Linked DNA regions of Sus scrofa: region 2 is linked to region 1. A link is a contact called in public Hi-C data. All regions are on one chromosome and are shown on one strand. The core of a region is the stretch at or near the end of the contact, and the rest is flanking DNA. Distances in the headings are between cores, read along the strand shown.

Region 1 (4,818 bases), core at 1,417-3,916:
CATCAGCAGGCAACTGGAGATGCTGGGGGAGGGTATGGAGTGGAGCTAGGAGGGCACTGGAGGGTGCTGGGGAGCATTCTCTGTTCCAGGAGCAGCCGGGAAGGCCCTGAGAACCACATCTGAAGACAGAGCAAATGGGAAGGGTCGGACTGCCCTCCTCAGTCTGGTTCAGGGCCCTTTTGGATACAGCTGGGGCCACTTATTCAGGCCACTCTGCCCAGCAGCCTATCCTCACCTTGTCCTTTGCCTTGTGCCCAGGAGCCCGCCTTCCTCCACAAATGGCCCTCCTCCTGGGCCTGAGACAACAGGTCCACTCTGTTACCAACCTCTTGCCAAGTACCAGGAACACGTTGTAGACACTCCAGTGCAATTAAATCACACTGTATTTTGCTGCAGGCAAAAATACACCCTAGGCAATGTCCCTCTGTACCTCTCCTCAAACTCTCTCTCTGCCATGCGCGCTGAGAGGCTGGTCAGAGGCATTCCAACACACGCTCCCAGCCCATTTCACAAAGCTGAGCTCAATTCTGAAAACCAGGGCCCTTCTGCTCCCAGAAGGACAGGTAGAGACCACAATGAAAAGTTCCGTTGGCTGTTAAATGGCTTTAGGTTTACAGATTCACAAATTCACTAACAGCTTGGTCTGACGCCCAGGTAAGGAATCAAGAGTAGAAAATTGGCCATGTCTTCTTCCCTTATCAGCCACACTGGGCCCTTTTAGGGCCTGGGCTTGTTGATGATGAGCAGGCATGTGTATATTCTTAGCCGGACAGCAAGCTCAGGGAAAATGACAGTCACGCTCCAACATCTCTAAGTACTTGCAGGTTTATGTCTTCGCATAAGTCATGTATTCCTAACTTTTCCAAAGAGGGCCTGCCTGCTTTTCCATCACCCAGATCTGAGCACCAACCCTGCAAATGTCTTTGGAGAGGTGCATGTTTTCACACTAAAAATGTTTCAGCTCTAGGAATATATTTCAAACCTATATTCTCATCTCTTCCGTTTACCACACCCTCGTTTTTCCTGGCAAAGCCTTCTGAGACTTTTCTTTTAATTCTGTCAGGATATGGCAACGCTGGCAGCATATTTCCGTCCTCTCACACTTCCCTCGCATTCAAGTGGGTTTATAGCCACAAACATTTTGTATTAATAAGTGTCTCAGCACACCCACGCCTAAAACTCAGATTTAAGCCTCATTCTTAACTAGAATTCCTTCCACCGTTCACAACTTCCTCGGAAAACCTCTCCAAGCCCAGCCCCTCCTCCCCGCAGCCTCCAGGCCCTCACAGGATGCCAACCTCTCAGTCTGCTTGTCCCACTTTGACCTTCACAGCAAAAGTTGAGTTTGAAGGCAAATTCTAATGGCACCCAACAGGTTTTAGGTAACCACATTCCCAAGAAAAAGACCAACTTTCTGGGCAGCACAGAACAATTTTGTGTGGGTCATCCCTGAGGTTTCTTCCCTGGGGTCTGAGTCTTTTCTCCCTTCACAATGACCGCCCCTCCAAAAAGTCCCGGCACAATGAATGTCTAGGTCAGAGGCCCATGCATGCCCTTATATGTACCAAAGTCTTCCCAGGGCTTGTGTAAACGTCTACATTAGCTTTTTGGTGGGAAAACGGGACCACCAAGCTCACTCCCAAAACAAAGCTTCACAGCACGATTCCTCGGAAACATCTTAGGGCTTCGGATTTTGCCTCCTAACCCTGGAAGGCACCTCTTCCTGCTTGTTATCTTCACAATTTCACGCTCCCCACACAGCTCATCAATTAATATTAATATATATATATAATTAATATTAATATATATATATATATATACAACTTGCTGATCGCCTTCCCTGGCAGGCCTGGGATGGGTACTACTATTCCCGGTTTCCCCGGGGGTACAGAGGCCCCAAGAGGTTAGGTGACCCATGGCCAGACAGCTAAATGGCAGAGTGGAACAGAACTCAGGTTTGCCTGGCTTTAATCCCTTGCTCTTCTTGCCACTTCGGTCTGCCTTTTAGCTCTGGGAGCGGTTTCGGGTCCCATGCTGCCCGGCGGGGCAAGTCGCGGTGGAGGGTCTAGAAAGACCTCCTCTCTGAGATACTCCAAACTATCCCCGGGAGCCCCGGCCCCCAGAGCTCCGGATCTGGGCCGTCCCTCCCACCCACTCCGGGTCCTGCACCTTCTCCTCTGCAGCCCCTGCCCGCGCGCCTGCCGGCGGCGGCCACTAGCCGGCAGGTGTCCGCCCGGCCGGGGGCGCTCGGGGCGCGGGTAGGGGCCCGGCCCGTACTTACCTCGTCCCCGAAGCGCACCACCTTCTGGCCCGTGGGCCCGCGCAGCCCGGGGAAGCGCGCGAGCTCCTCGGGGTCCCCGGGGTCGCGGGGCGCGGGGGCGCTCGGCCCCACCAGGCACCGGTCGATGATCTCGTCCTGCTGCGCGGGCGGCAGCCGCGCCCACTCGGGCCCGTACTTCTCCCGGATCTTCTCCTTGTCCTGCATGATCTTCCTGGCCATGGGGCTCAGCGACGAGAAGTAGGTGAAGCGCTTCCGCTCCCTGTCGTCCAGAGGCCGGTTCCCGCTCATGACCGCCGAGCGCGAGGCCGCGATCGCCGCCGCCATGGACGCCATGCCCTGCCAGCCCGTCGCTCCCCGCCCGCGCCGCCCCCACCCCCGCCCTGCGGCCCGAGCACCGCCCCCCGCGCCGCCCCGCGAGCAGCGCCCCACTGCCCCCGGGAACCCCGCCTCCCGAGCCCGCCCACCTCCTGCAGTCCCACCCCGTGCCCGCCCAACTCCGGCGACCCCGCCCTCCGCGCCCCGCTGCTTCCGGGAGCCCTGCTCACGCCCACCTCTTCCTCCTGGATCCCCGCACTTTGCGCCCCCCACCCCCGGGGAACCCTGCCCTCCGTGGGCCCCCCGCATCTGGAACCCCACCTCTCATGCCCCAACCCCGGTAACTCCTCCCACTGCGTCCCTATCCCCGGGAGGCCCGCCCTCCGCGGCCCCCACTCTCGGGAACCCCGCCCCCTGCGTGCCACCCCGGGAACCCCGCCCCCTACGCCCCCACCCCCGGAACCCCGCCCCTTGCATCCGTCCACCCCGCCCCCGAGAACCCCACCCTCCGCGGCCCCCACCTTCAGGAACACCGCCTCCCGCATCCTCCCACCCCCGGGAATCCCGCCCCATGCACCCCCCCAAGGATCCCGCCCTCCGCTCCTCACAGCATCCTCCAGATCTGCTGTCTTCGGCTTCCGTGGTGCCTCCACTTTTCGGGGCTTCCCTTGGCCAGCGCGGGAGATGACTGGCGTGTCCCCAAGTCTGCACCCGGCGTTCTGGCAGGATTGCTGGTAGTGACCGCCATAGCGCCACGTGGTCGCTTGACAAAGGAAACTTTTCTCTCCCTCCGCTGTGCTTAAGAAAGCCCGGCATTTCTGGACTGAGCCAACGGCCGCCTTATTCCTATCATGTCCCTGTCCCCGTTGAGCCATCTTCGCTTTCTTTGAGCCATCCCAAGACCTGGGCCAGGGTCCCAGAGCGGTGAGCTGATAGAAGGGGTGGGCGCCGGGCAGCGAGGGCACGGAAGAGAGCTGGGGAGACTGGACTGGTGTCGGGAGTGTTTAAAGAAAATCATTTCCCGCGCCTCCTGAAAAGACAGGAGTAAAATGAAGCGCCAGGTAGCTTATCCTTATAGCGCTTTTCCCCAAAAGGAGAGAGCTCGGAACTTCTGGGCAGGCATCGGGCCGGCGGGCTGGTGAATCTGTTCTTCGCTTTGCTTCTGCAGGTGAAGGCGTTTTTCCGAAGCCTGCCGAGTGGCCTTTGCGTTCTCCAAGATTTCCTTTGGAATCTCAGAAATCGCAAAACTCTTGGCAGTTGGATGTTTGCAAACCAACTGAAGAGCAGCAGAAAGTTTTCAGGCAGAGGAGTAGTTGAGTAGAGGAGTCGTTTCATAGGCATCCCAGTAGTTGGGGGCCAGGTGTGTCCCAGAATACATCTATCAAAGTTGTGCAGAGCCCTGTCTGCTTTTCTATCTTGGCTGATTTGCACAACACTGTAACAGGTCTCGGACTAGATTAAATGTCCACATTTAAAACAAAAAAGACCGTATTTCAGGTGTTACTAAGGAGCTTTGCGTCTAAAGTAACACTTGGAGGAGTTCCCGTCGTGGCGCAGTGGTTAACGAATCCGACTAGGAACCATGAGGTTGCGGGTTCGGTCCCTGCCCTTGCTCAGTGGGTTAAGGATCCGGCGTTGCCGTGAGCTGTGGTGTAGGTTGCAGACGCGGCTCGGATCCCGCGTTGCTGTGGCTCTGGCGTAGGCCGGTGGCTACAGCTCCGATTAGACCCCTAGCCTGGGAATCTCCATATGCCGAGGAAGCGGCCCAAGAAATAGCAAAAAGACAAAAAATAAAATAAAATAAAATAAAAAAATAAAGTAACACTTGGAAAATTCTGAAGTTTATAAAATAAGTCAATGTTATCTCAAAAAATAATTAGTAATAAAACAGTCATGGAGATATCTTGCAAAATTCTGTTTTAAATGTGAGATGGCCTTATCTTTTGGCCCAGATTCCTAAGAAAATATTTTCAGAATGTCAAATGTGACAAGCTCTACAATAAATGATACCGCTGTCAACAGTGTTATCAACATAATATATTGAAAAGCACTGAGAAAAGCCACCAAATAATAACCTAGGTTGCACAGTATGTGAAGAATTATTTAGGAAGCCAGGAGATGATTGAGGGTTTGGGTACTATTTTATCTCAGTTTAAGTTGATGCTCACTGAAACCCACTTTCTCCCCCTTTAGCCCTTGTTTAATGGGTGAGTGATGTTTAA
Region 2 (4,818 bases), core at 1,569-4,068, 190 kb before region 1:
CAATTCAACCCCTAGCCTGGGAACCTCCATATGCCAACAGTACAGTCCTAAAAGACAAAAAGATCAAAAAAAAAAAAAAAAAGAGTGTTGGCTTTACAGTGCCCTGCCTGGATTTGCCCTTGTCACTGTCACCATGTGGCCTTGGGATAAATGTCACCTCTCAGAGCCAATACAGATTGGTTATTAGAACTGGTCATTTTATAGGTGTGATGATACTTTTGCAGGTGTGTAAGGAATTGTCTTTTTTTTTCTCTCTCTCTTTTTCTGTGACCTGTAAACCAAAGTCTATGGGGAGCAGGAAATGGTGTGGTGTTTGGAATTTGTCTTAAAGTATATTCCAGATTTAAAAAGCGGGTAGTGGTGCAGTGGTAAGAGAGCAAAGATGAAACAGATGATAGCTGAAGCAAGGTGATGGGTTCGTGGAAGGGGTGGAGTAATTTCTGCTCTCCAGACTTTAGTATGTGTTTGAAATTTTTCATCATAAGAGTAAACAAACCCAAAACCAATACTGAGGCTTTCATTCTCCATACTTAAAAAAAAATCACAGAATGTACTTTTCCTAACTGCTTCTCTTGGCAACTTGTCTTGATTTTTCCGGCTAGATTCCAGCTCTCACCCTATCCACCAACTTCTCTAGACTTTAGCAAGGAACATTCCCTTCGACAAGGCTTACAGGCCCAAGGCAAAGGAATATATCATTTGGGATTCTACTATACCCACATGTAACAAATATGACCAGTGTCTTGGTTGGAGTAATTTTGTGTTTTGTTTTGTTTTGTTTTGTTTTTTAGGGCCTCAGGTGCAGCATATGGAGGTTCCCAGGCTAGGGGTTGAATCAGAGCTGTAGCTGCCAGCCTACACCACAGCCACAGCAACACAGGATCTGAGCCATCTGTGACCTACACCACAGGTCATGGCAATGCCGGACCCTTGACCCACAGAGCGAGGCCAGGGATTGAACCTGCATCCTTATGGATCCAAGTTGGGTTCGTTAACCACTGAGCCACAATGGGAACTCCTTGTTTGGAGTAATTTGAATACAAGAGTTTCATCGTATGGTGGTGCCTCCCTCTGTCCCACCCTTTCAAGGACTGGCAGGGTGAAGGTTATCTCCAGAGAGAACACAGCCTGAAGAGGCAGGCTTATACCCAGGCTTTATACCCAGCGTATAAAGCAACTCGGGTGAAGTTTGTGGTTTGAGTCTTAAGAAGAAAAAAACTGAAATGAATCATCATCATTGACCATGGTTTTCACAGTTAGAGGGAGGGCCAATGGGAGAAAGAGTAAGGAAGAGAATGTCAAAATAAAATTGGGATGTATGGGGGCAGGTGGAGGAAGAAAGTCTGAGATGTTGGGGTGGGTTTGTTGACTTAAACAAATGCACAACCTGAAAGTTGAGAGTTAAGTTTATTTTTTTCTTTTTAGGGCTGCAGGTGCAGCATATGGAAGTTCCCAGGCTAGGGATCGAATCACAGCTATAGCTGCTGGCCTTGGCCACAGCCACAGCAACACTGGATCTTTAACCCACTGAGAGGGGCCAGGGATTGAAGCTTTGTCCTCATGGATACTAGTCAGGGTCATTGCCGCTGAGCCACAACAGGAACTCCTGAGAGTTAAGTTTTATTTGGGGCAAAATGAAGCCTAGGAGACAGCATCTCAGGTGGCCCTGAGAAACTGCTCTGAGGAGATGAGAGAGGAGTCGGGATATACAAGAGGTTTTTTTGCAATAAAGGACAAGTAGTTGGAACAAAAGAGGTCTGGGCTCGCTGAAATCATTCCTTGGATATGCACCTCAGCTATCAGGGCAAGTAGCCTAGGTTCTCATAGCCTGGGTTCCCTCAGGACTCCCTCTGTGGTCCATGCTTGGAGGTGGCTTCATTTGCAGATGGCCGTGACATCCATTTCAGAGAGCTCCGAAATACTGCTCCAAAGAGGCAGGGAAAATAGTATCGGGGTATCTGATAAAGGTGAGGGGGAGGTGCATGCAACCACGCACACATTTTACAGAAGTTTGCTGCTGGCGTCCTTAAGGTTACTACTAGTCAAGAGGAGCAAACATCACCATGAAGGATTTTAGTGTTTTTCTAGATAGGAGATGCAAGAATTGGGTGCATAATATCTTCTCCTAAAAATATCTGACTATCTTAAGACCTGTTCTTCCAGTTTCCTAAGAGCACAGAGTACTTCACTTCTGGTCTCCACCCTGAACTCCACCCAGGGGTGCTGCGGGTGGGCAGCTGCAGTGGCTCACAATTTAATCCATGTAGAGGCTGATGGCAAGTGCCAAACCTCAGTTCCCGGTTTGATCGCACCAACACTGGCCACAGATTCTGACATCTGCCCACTCCTGGTTTAGATGAAAAATAACCATGTGTGCAGATGTATTTGTTTAGTGACTAGGCAGGTTATGAGGAGCTCCTTTAAGAGCCTTGAAGACCCCAAGTTGCTCTTGGATTGCCCACCTGGCACTGAGCCCAAGCCTGGACCACCGGCCTGAGAACCCAGAGGCTGACATGCTCTCTCCGCGAAGCAAGATAGGGAGAAGACGCAGGAAGAACATTGCAGACAGATTTTTCCTAGCAGAAAGGGTGGCTGGGAGGGAGCCCCCCCCCCACCCACACTGCTGCTCTCTCCACACTCAATCCCGCCCCCCTGGGAGCCCTAAAGTGGCCAGAGCCAGCGTGAGCTGCAGAGACGCCCTCCTCCCGTAGGAGGGCAGCACGATCCGCAGCGCGGCTGCGGCGGCTGTCCCAGCGCCCCTCTTAGGGGCGGCGGACGGAGGCCGGCCCCCCGGTGCACTTCGCTGATTGGCTGCGGGGCGGGCGCTGCCATGTTGGCGGAAGAGGTGCCCTCTGTGCCGTGGAAACGGGTCGTGGCTGCGGCCGCCGAGTCCGTGCACGCAGCCGGCTGCTTCTCCTTGCTGGGGTGTCAGCGCTGAGAGGCGGCGACCGGCGGGATGGAGAAGAGTAGGATGAACCTGCCCAAGGGGCCGGACACACTCTGCTTCGACAAGGACGAGTTCATGAAGGTGCGCGCCCGGCCTCGCGCCCCTTCCCGCCTGCTCCCGCCCTGTCTAGGGCCGCGCCCGCGCGAGACCGGCCCTCGGCGGGACCTCGCTGCGCTTGCAGTGAGTCTCTCGGCCTCAGGTGTGGCAGGTGCAGACTGGAGAAAGCGCGTCTGCGAAGTCGCGCGTAGTGTGTGGAAAGGCCTGGAAGTTCTGGGCAAGTGGTTTTGAGCTCAGTGTGAAAGACCCTGTTATTACCCGACCCCGTTGCCATGCAGAGCGGTCTGGTTGCCAGGTCCTTGGCCAGACAAGCTTGTTGGCCAGATCCTTGCACTTAGAAGTATGTACTGTAAGTACTGACCAAGTCTGAGAATCCACGTCCCCACCCAGAGATCAGGTGGGGAAAAAAGACACTTGACGGAAATGCTTTTCATAACATTGACCTAAAGCTTCTGAGATATTTATAAGATTAGGATATTCTTACTGATTTTGTTGCATTACAACGAAGCAAACCATTCCCTTTTCCTGAAGTTGCCCTACTTGAAATTGGTCTGCAGGTAATTGTAGGATATAAACTTACGTAGATAGAATAGAAATATAAACGGAAAACATTTTGCAGATAATAAAGGGTCAGAAAGCACCGCCTTGAAAATGACCAGGATTTCAGTCAGAGCCAGGAAGGACTTTGTATACCTGTTTGGCGTATCTCTCTGGGTCAGTTCTTAAACCATTACAAAAAATATATATTTATTTTGAATTTCTAAGGATGGGGATTTTTAAAAATTTTTGAAGTTATACTTGATTTACAGTGTTCTATCAATTGCAAAGTGACCAAGTCATACATATATGTCCATTCTTTTTCTCATATTGTCTTCCATCATGTTTCATCACAAGTGAGTGGTTATCGTTCCCTGTGCTATAACAGCAGGACCTCATTGCTTATCCATTCTTTTTTTTTTTTTTTTTTTTTTTTTTTTGTCTTTTGTCTTTTTGTTGTTGTTGTTGTTGCTATTTCTTGGGCCGCTCCCGCGGCATATGGAGGTTCCCAGGCTAGGGGTTGAATCGGAGCTGTAGCCACCAGCCTACGCCAGAGCCACAGCAACGCGGGATCCGAGCCGAGTCTGCAACCTACACCACAGCTCACGGCAACGCCGGACGGTTAACCCACTGAGCAAGGGCAGGGACCGAACCCGCAACCTCATGGTTCCTAGTCGGATTCGTTCACCACTGCACCACGACGGGAACTCCCTATCCATTCTAAATGTAATAGTTTGCATCTGCTAATCCCAAACTCAGGATGGGGATTTTTGATACCACTTGGTGGTTTTGATTTCAGTGTTAAAATGTTAAAAGTTTTGGCTCAGTAGACACCTAAACTTTTAGGCAAGTGAGGTTAAATCTCTTACTGTTCTTTCTTGATGACTTCAAGTTATGATCTGATTTCACTTTTTCTAGGTTAGTTAGCCTATCTCTTTTCGATACTTGCCTTCAGATCTCATTTCTGGTTTTAAAGTAATTACACCTGTATCCTCTCCAGTGTGGCCGTATCTTTTTTAGTATGCAGGTCTGTCTGGACCCAGGAATAACACTTTTGTTCTTATACAGTGAAGTTTCTGCTAAATCCCTCTAATGAAGGGTGTAGCTTGAAAGGGAGTACAGAGTGAACTGTGTGTTCCAGGAACCTTTGTTCCGCCCCCTGGCTGAGCGCTGTCCTGAAGCCAGGGTAGAAAAAGGGAACATGCTGGGGAACGATATGCTGAGGAGCAGCGCCTTGGAAGAAGAAAAGGCACAGGCAGAGATCAGGGGCCTTGTTC

What was found. A called contact is a pair of places that touch in the nucleus more often than the background predicts.
Region 2: a Hi-C map of skeletal muscle shows a contact between it and region 1, with 6 times the contacts expected there. The contact joins the promoter of COG2 here to the promoter of C14H1orf198 in region 1. A contact is called at or near these places in 2 of 47 Hi-C or Micro-C datasets (liver and skeletal muscle).

Annotation. Positions count from the first base shown.
Region 1 is chr14:59,514,602-59,519,419 of Sscrofa11.1, reverse strand. C14H1orf198 reads right to left here and starts at 2,666. Exons shown (of 4, transcript XM_001927098.5): 1 at 2,282-2,666. The coding sequence starts at 2,614.
Region 2 is chr14:59,702,006-59,706,823 of Sscrofa11.1, reverse strand. COG2 (conserved oligomeric Golgi complex subunit 2) reads left to right here and starts at 2,818. Exons shown (of 19, transcript XM_021073991.1): 1 at 2,818-3,028. The coding sequence starts at 2,957.